Regions from separate parts of the Ovis aries genome. Here region 2 is linked to region 1. Evidence: chromatin contacts called from public Hi-C data. All regions are on one chromosome and are shown on one strand. The core of a region is the stretch at or near the end of the contact, and the rest is flanking DNA. Distances in the headings are between cores, read along the strand shown.

What was found. A called contact is a pair of places that touch in the nucleus more often than the background predicts.
Region 2: a contact with region 1 is called in a Hi-C map of muscle, with 1.6 times the contacts expected there. The contact joins the promoter of ACTN1 here to the enhancer-like site in region 1. A contact is called at or near these places in 4 of 16 Hi-C or Micro-C datasets (blood, hypothalamus and muscle).

What each region holds. Positions count from the first base shown.
Region 1 is chr7:78,806,100-78,809,071 of ARS-UI_Ramb_v3.0, forward strand. All of the region lies in intron 1 of ACTN1 (actinin alpha 1), which reads right to left. Among named protein-coding and RNA genes, the nearest start is that of TRNAG-CCC, 8.4 kb to the left of the region's middle. Within about 2 kb of position 1,467, at least 15 of the 54 cell types and tissues checked have an H3K27ac peak or open chromatin away from gene starts, as enhancers often do.
Region 2 is chr7:78,848,705-78,851,676 of ARS-UI_Ramb_v3.0, forward strand. ACTN1 (actinin alpha 1) reads right to left here and starts at 1,417. Exons shown (of 22, transcript XM_027971947.2): 1 at 1,028-1,417. The coding sequence starts at 1,132.

The sequences.
Region 1 (2,972 bases), core at 217-2,716:
CCGTTTCTACCTATGTAACCTCAAAAGCATCCCTCAGACCCTGCAGGTTGGAGCCCGGCAGCTTGTCTCATCGTAACACGCAAGCGTAAAAACCACAACCAAGGAGAGCACGCCAGGCATCTTCTGTTCCCGTGTAATACGGCTGATCACAATGGATGGGCTCTGCTCCTTGTCAGAGAGGCCAATACAGTCAAGTCCATGGGGGCAGTTTCATCTCAGTGACTCAATGCATGATCAGCGTTTCGGCCTACCCCTCACAACAAGACACCTGTTATTATTTCACTGGGTAGTCCCTAAAAGCTTCATGCCAGAATATCCCTGGAAGGACACACAAGGGCCTGGCCCAGCAGCTGCCTCCAGGGAAGGGAGGCAGGAGGCTCCTGACAGGGGAGGGCGTGGCGTTTGCTTTTCACAGAATACTCTTTTGTTTCTTCTGAATTTTATACCATGTGCAGTCATCTGTCTGTTTTTTTATAACTATGCAAATATACGAAAAGCCTGCCTGGAAGTGTGTACATTTATCTGGTAAATCAGACCTCTGGGATGGGACAGAAGGAACTTCCGGTTTCTCTAGGAGGACTAGGAATGGCAGTGGAGTGGGGTCAGTGTTCCTGAATGATCAGAGAGAAAACACACACTTCCAAATAAAAAAAGAATTGATAAAGGAAAAATTGTCCCACCTATTTACAAGAATTAGTAAGAATAAAATATAGAGAAAGGGTTGTGAAAAACTCTAATGTGCCTTATCAGTGTAAAATATTATAGGGAAAGTCATAATTAGGGACCAGGACATGAAGATAAAGCAGCAATCATACCCACATGTCCACCTCAACAGTCAGACAGCAAACTGTCAGGAAATTAAGAGGAAAAACCCCTGGCCCAGCAGCCCAGAAAAGCCCAAACAAGCTTCTAAACCTCTTGAAGGTGGTGCAGAACTTCCCATACAAGCTGACTTCTCATCGAATGGTTTTCTCCTCCCTGGAGGTGGGCACCAGGACCCTGGTCCAGGCTCTAGGGCTCATCACCTGAGATATCAGTTCAGCAGCCTCCCAACCTGCTGCACCCCTCTGGGCGGGGGCCTTGCCAGGGCTGCCTGGCAGAGCCCTCCTCCTCTGCCACTCCTGGCCGCCACGTTCAAGCACCAGGCCAGGGCACCTTGAGAACTCAGGGCGGAGGTCTCTGCAGCATCTGCTGGCCCTGGGGGAGGTCACTAGGGACCAGCCAGGGAGTTCTCACTCCCTCTGACCCCCACACACGGCCAGTCTGGCCAGGGCATGGGCACTGGGTGGGCTGTCCGAGCAAAGTCCTGCCAGCGGTGATCTCAATGCCCAGGGTTCTGGTAACGTAAACAGGAGTATCTGGTTAACTTATCAAGGGCTGGCCTCCAGCCTTTCAAAGCAAGCTGTCAGCTGCTTCACTCACAGATGAAAAGCAGAGTCCCCAAGAACATCTCCACCCAGCTCTGTTTGCTCTCCACCCACCTGGGAGTGGTGCTGAACCGTGGGGTGGTTTCCTCTGCTCTGAGAGAGCACCTCCCCACCCGCTTTCCCCCCAAGTCAGGTGAATGCTGGGGAACCGGAAATTCAGAGGCAGGTGGCTGGAGGTTCTCAACGGAGCTCAGCTCTGTAACTGGACTGAGCTGGGTCTCCACCTACACCTTTCATTAGCTGTGTCTCTCTGGACAAAATTCTCAATCCCAGCCTCAAGATGCCCATCTGTAAGATGGGGCTAACAAGACCTATGACAGCCTAGCATGGCGTGAAAAAGGACCACATTAGATCTCCTGTACTTAAAGACAGTCTGGTGCTCTGTTCACAGCAGACGCTTTAAGAAATGTTAAACCAGCCGGCCTTTGTCCCTCAGTGGCTGTGTGGCTTTAATGAACCGGGCGTGGCCTCAGTTGCTTTGTCTGACAAATGGGGATACAGAACATCACGATGTGCAGGGCTGTTGACAGGTGAGGGCCATGGAGGCGGAACACCCAGGCGTGAGGACAGGACAGGAGCCCCTTCAGTGTCTGCTCCCTGCCGCTCTCGCTTCCCATTCCCTTTCTATTTGATCCAAGTTAATCATTCACAGAGCTCTACAAGTTAGGAAGAAAGAGGTCTGTAATCTCTCTCCTGCTAATGAGGAAACCCCAAGACCAGTCTCGGGCCAGGGTGAGGAGAACAGGAGGCGGAGGAGCAGGGGCCCGTGTTTCTGGCTTATGTCCACCTGCAGCCCATTCAGGGAGACATCACCAGAAGACTGGAGGGTGGCCGAGGCCACGGCACAGGGGGCCAAATGGCTCATCCTAGAAGGTGATGTGACCTAATAACCGTGTCCTGGTTGGAGAGAGGAGAGCTCCCAGCCCCTTTCCTGCCAAGGCCCCTGAAGACAGCCCAGGGCCTTCCTTCAGGTGCTGGCTGAACCTGGGGCTGCTGAGAGATTTCAGGGCCATTTTCAGTCAGGTGGTGTGTGATCCCAGTGAAGCAACAAGGGCTTCCCTTCCAGCTCCAGGCCAACGAGTGTCAGCAGCCCCCACCATCCACAGCTGGCCTCTCCCAGGAAGAAAGAGCCTCAGCAACGGTCCAGCCATCAGCAGGCTCTGTCACTACGGGCTCTGAGATCCTGCACTCGCGGAGCCTCAGTCTCCACATTAGTAAGACAAAGACCAAAAAAAAAAAGTTCATTCCGTGCAGCTGTTCTAAAAGAGGGTCGTGTGAGCTAACACAGAAGGCTTAGCCCAGTGTCTGACGCAGACTAAGTGCTCTCTGTATCTACAAGAGGCAGACCTAGAGTAGTGGTAGCTTCGGGCTGGGGTCAGTGACAGCTAAGGGGGGTGGCTTTCTTTTGGAGGTGATGAAAATGAGACTGCAGTAATGGTTGCACATATCTGAATATGCTAAAAAAAATTACATTGTACATTTTAAATGGGTGAATTGTATGGTATGTGAATTATATATATCAATAAAACTTTTTTTTTTTAATGA
Region 2 (2,972 bases), core at 167-2,666, 43 kb after region 1:
GGTGTTCAGGGTACGTGGCTGCCTGGGGCAAGAGCTCACCGCGCAGGCAGGAAGCAAAGGCACGGTTGGGGCTCCCTCCCCCCAACAAGAGTGGTTTCCGACCTCTTCCTGCCACCGGCCACTGTGCCCGGGTCCCCTCGCCAGCTTTGAGCCCAGCGCCCGTGGGAGAGCGCGCACCCGGCACGCGGCCTGGGACGCGCCTCGGTGGCTAAGCATGGAACCCCAAGGACTGACCCCAAATATCCCCAGAGACAATGCCTTGCCCTACCGAGCCCCTCAACTCAGATCAAGTTGCCCAAATTTGCCATCTGCCAGGAATGAGCGGGGATCGGAGAGGCAGGACGCAGACGCAAGCTCATCTCGGTTCGCAGTTACCAAGCACGGAGTTAAGCAATAAAACGGTTTGCCGCCCTGACCCCGCCTCCACAGGGCCCGTTGGGGAGCCCGCTTTGACCCCGGGTTCTCTCGGCCCTAACCCCACTCCGGCAGGTCCACCTCCACACAGACCCGGAGGGGGGGTGCCAATCCCACCATGCCCGCTGCCCCTTCGGCCGGCGGGTTGAGGCTGGGAGGACCCCAGGCAGCTTGTCCCCTTCAGGTACCAAGGCGACCCAGGAAGCGCGCTGCCACCGCACGCCATATGGAAAGGCGGTCAAGGGGCGGGGAAGGAAAGGGAAAATCGATCCGGAGCTAACTGCCACCGAGCCCGGGGCTCAGCCCCAGCCTCCGGAGCACCGCCCCCGCGCCTTGCCCTCGCGGGGCCGCAGCGACTGCAGCCGGGCGGCCTGGGTAGCCCGCCCCAAGGCGACCTGCCCGCGGGCGGCCCCACCTCCCAGCGCTCAGCCTCGGCGTTCGCGGGCTCTGGGGCCGGGGCGCTCCCCCTTCCGCCCCGCGCCTGTAACCCAACACCCCACCTCGCTGCGGCCGCGCATCCCCCGCCCCCGCTCGTGCGCGCCCAGAACCCCAGAGCCCCGCGAGCCGAGCTGCCCCGGGCGAGGGGGTGCGACGGGCCGGGGAGGTCGCTAACCTTTCTCTGCTGCTTCTCCCACGCTGGGTCCAGGAGCAGGTCTCGATCCCAGTCCTCTTCGGGCTGCATGTAGTCATTGGTTTGCTGGGAATCATAATGGTCCATGATGGATGATGCGCGCGTGCTAGGGGCTGGTTTCTTCCTCCACCTTCTCTTCGGGCGGCGGCGGCTGCGGCTTGCTGCCCCGGTGTGGGGAGGGAGTCGGGACGATCTGGGCTGGGGCTAGGGCTGGGCTGGGCTGGGCTGGCGGGGCCGGGCTAGCTCCCCTGCGCCCGGTTCCGCCGCGGCGCTGCGGGCGAAGGCGGGCTGCTGGAGGCGGCGGCGGCAGCGGCTGGAGCTCGCGGACTGCCTACCTCGCGCCGGCGCTCAGACCTAATCTCCACGCACACTGAGCGAGGCGGACACACTAGCGCTGCGGGCTCAGAGGCGGGCGGGGGCGAGGGGCAGGGGCTCTGCCCCTCCGGAGGCTCTCCATTGGCCAGGCCGAGTTGCCCAAACTTCCCCCCTTCGCCTCTCATTGGGAATTCCTGGCATCCGTCAGCCGGGCCGCGGCGCATATAGGTGGACTGGGCGGCCCCTCCCGGCGCGCACGCCCCCGCCTACTCCCCTGGTTCCCACTCCCCCGCGCGGCTCATGTGACACCAGCTTAAGCTGAACGGGACCGAAGCCGGGGGACGCCTCCCCGAGCTCGGGGACCGAGCGGCCGCCGCTCGGGAGCCCCAGGAGGAACCGCCGGGGCATTGGACACGCTCCCAGCCCGCAGGAAGGCCCGGTACTCCGTCGCTGCGGCGTCCTGCGCTCCCACGCGCTCCAAAGCCCACAACTGCCAGAGGCTGGGGGACCGACGCAAGGAAACCCGAAAAGCATTTCATTTTCTGTTTCCCAGGGTCCGGAGACGTCGGCACCCGGGGAAGGGGGGCGGGGAGTGCCGGGATGGAAAGGAATTTCCTGGGAATTTCCTGATTCCGCCCCGGCCCCGCCCCGCGCGGCGCGACCCTGCGGACCCCTGCCCTGCCGGAGCCAGGTTTCTGGCCAGCCCTCGGCGCTCCGAAGCCGCACAGCTTTCCCGCCTCGCCGCGGGTTCCTTTGCCGCCCTCCCTTGGGCTCAGGGTCTAAGTTGCCCAGCTTCCCGGGTTCCGCTGCTGGTTCCCCGCGGGCTGGCAGGGCCGAGCTATCCTTATACACACCTGGGCAGCACCCTGATAGCTCTGAGCGATCTACCCACTCCACGCCCCCTCAACACACACCCCTGACCCGACGGAGAAACTGAATTTCCCAAAGATGAGCTTAAAAGGGGGACTTATCGGGTTCTCAGAGCTCCACAAGCCAACCCTGTAACCTTGTGCCTGACAAACAAAGCCTTATTGTTATTCGAGGAAGGAGGGCAAGACCGAAGAAACACCTTTAAGCTCGCGGAGCCTGCCTGCTCTACGCCTGTCCTAGTAAGAGGCGGATCTCCCCAGTGGGCTCACACCCTGTTGGGCTCCTCTGAGACCTCCGGGACTCAAGAACAGGAGCCAGAGGCCTCCAGTAGCGTCTGCACAGAGTAGTGCTTAATCCATGTATGCCCCTGAAGGATGGCTGGGTTTACTGTGAAAACAACTGTCAGTTTAGAGGTGACTGAAGGAGTTAGAAAGGGCCATGAATTAGGTTACCTGAAAGGCCAACAGATGGGAAAGTGGAAAAAAGTGCCGGTGACTCCCAGGAGAGCCAGCTGCTGCTGTCGTAAGCAGGTATGGGTGATGGGTCACTCCCCGCTCCACTAGTCAATCTCGCACATTTATACAAGTGCCACCGGTCAGCACTGTGCCCTCTGCACGTCCCCGGCTGAGGAAGCACTGCTTCTGAGCCACGGAGACAGCAGATTTACAGACTATTTTATATCCACTTCTAAACTATGGTTCTAAACCTGATATCGAGGGTAATGATGGTGCTGCAGCCATTC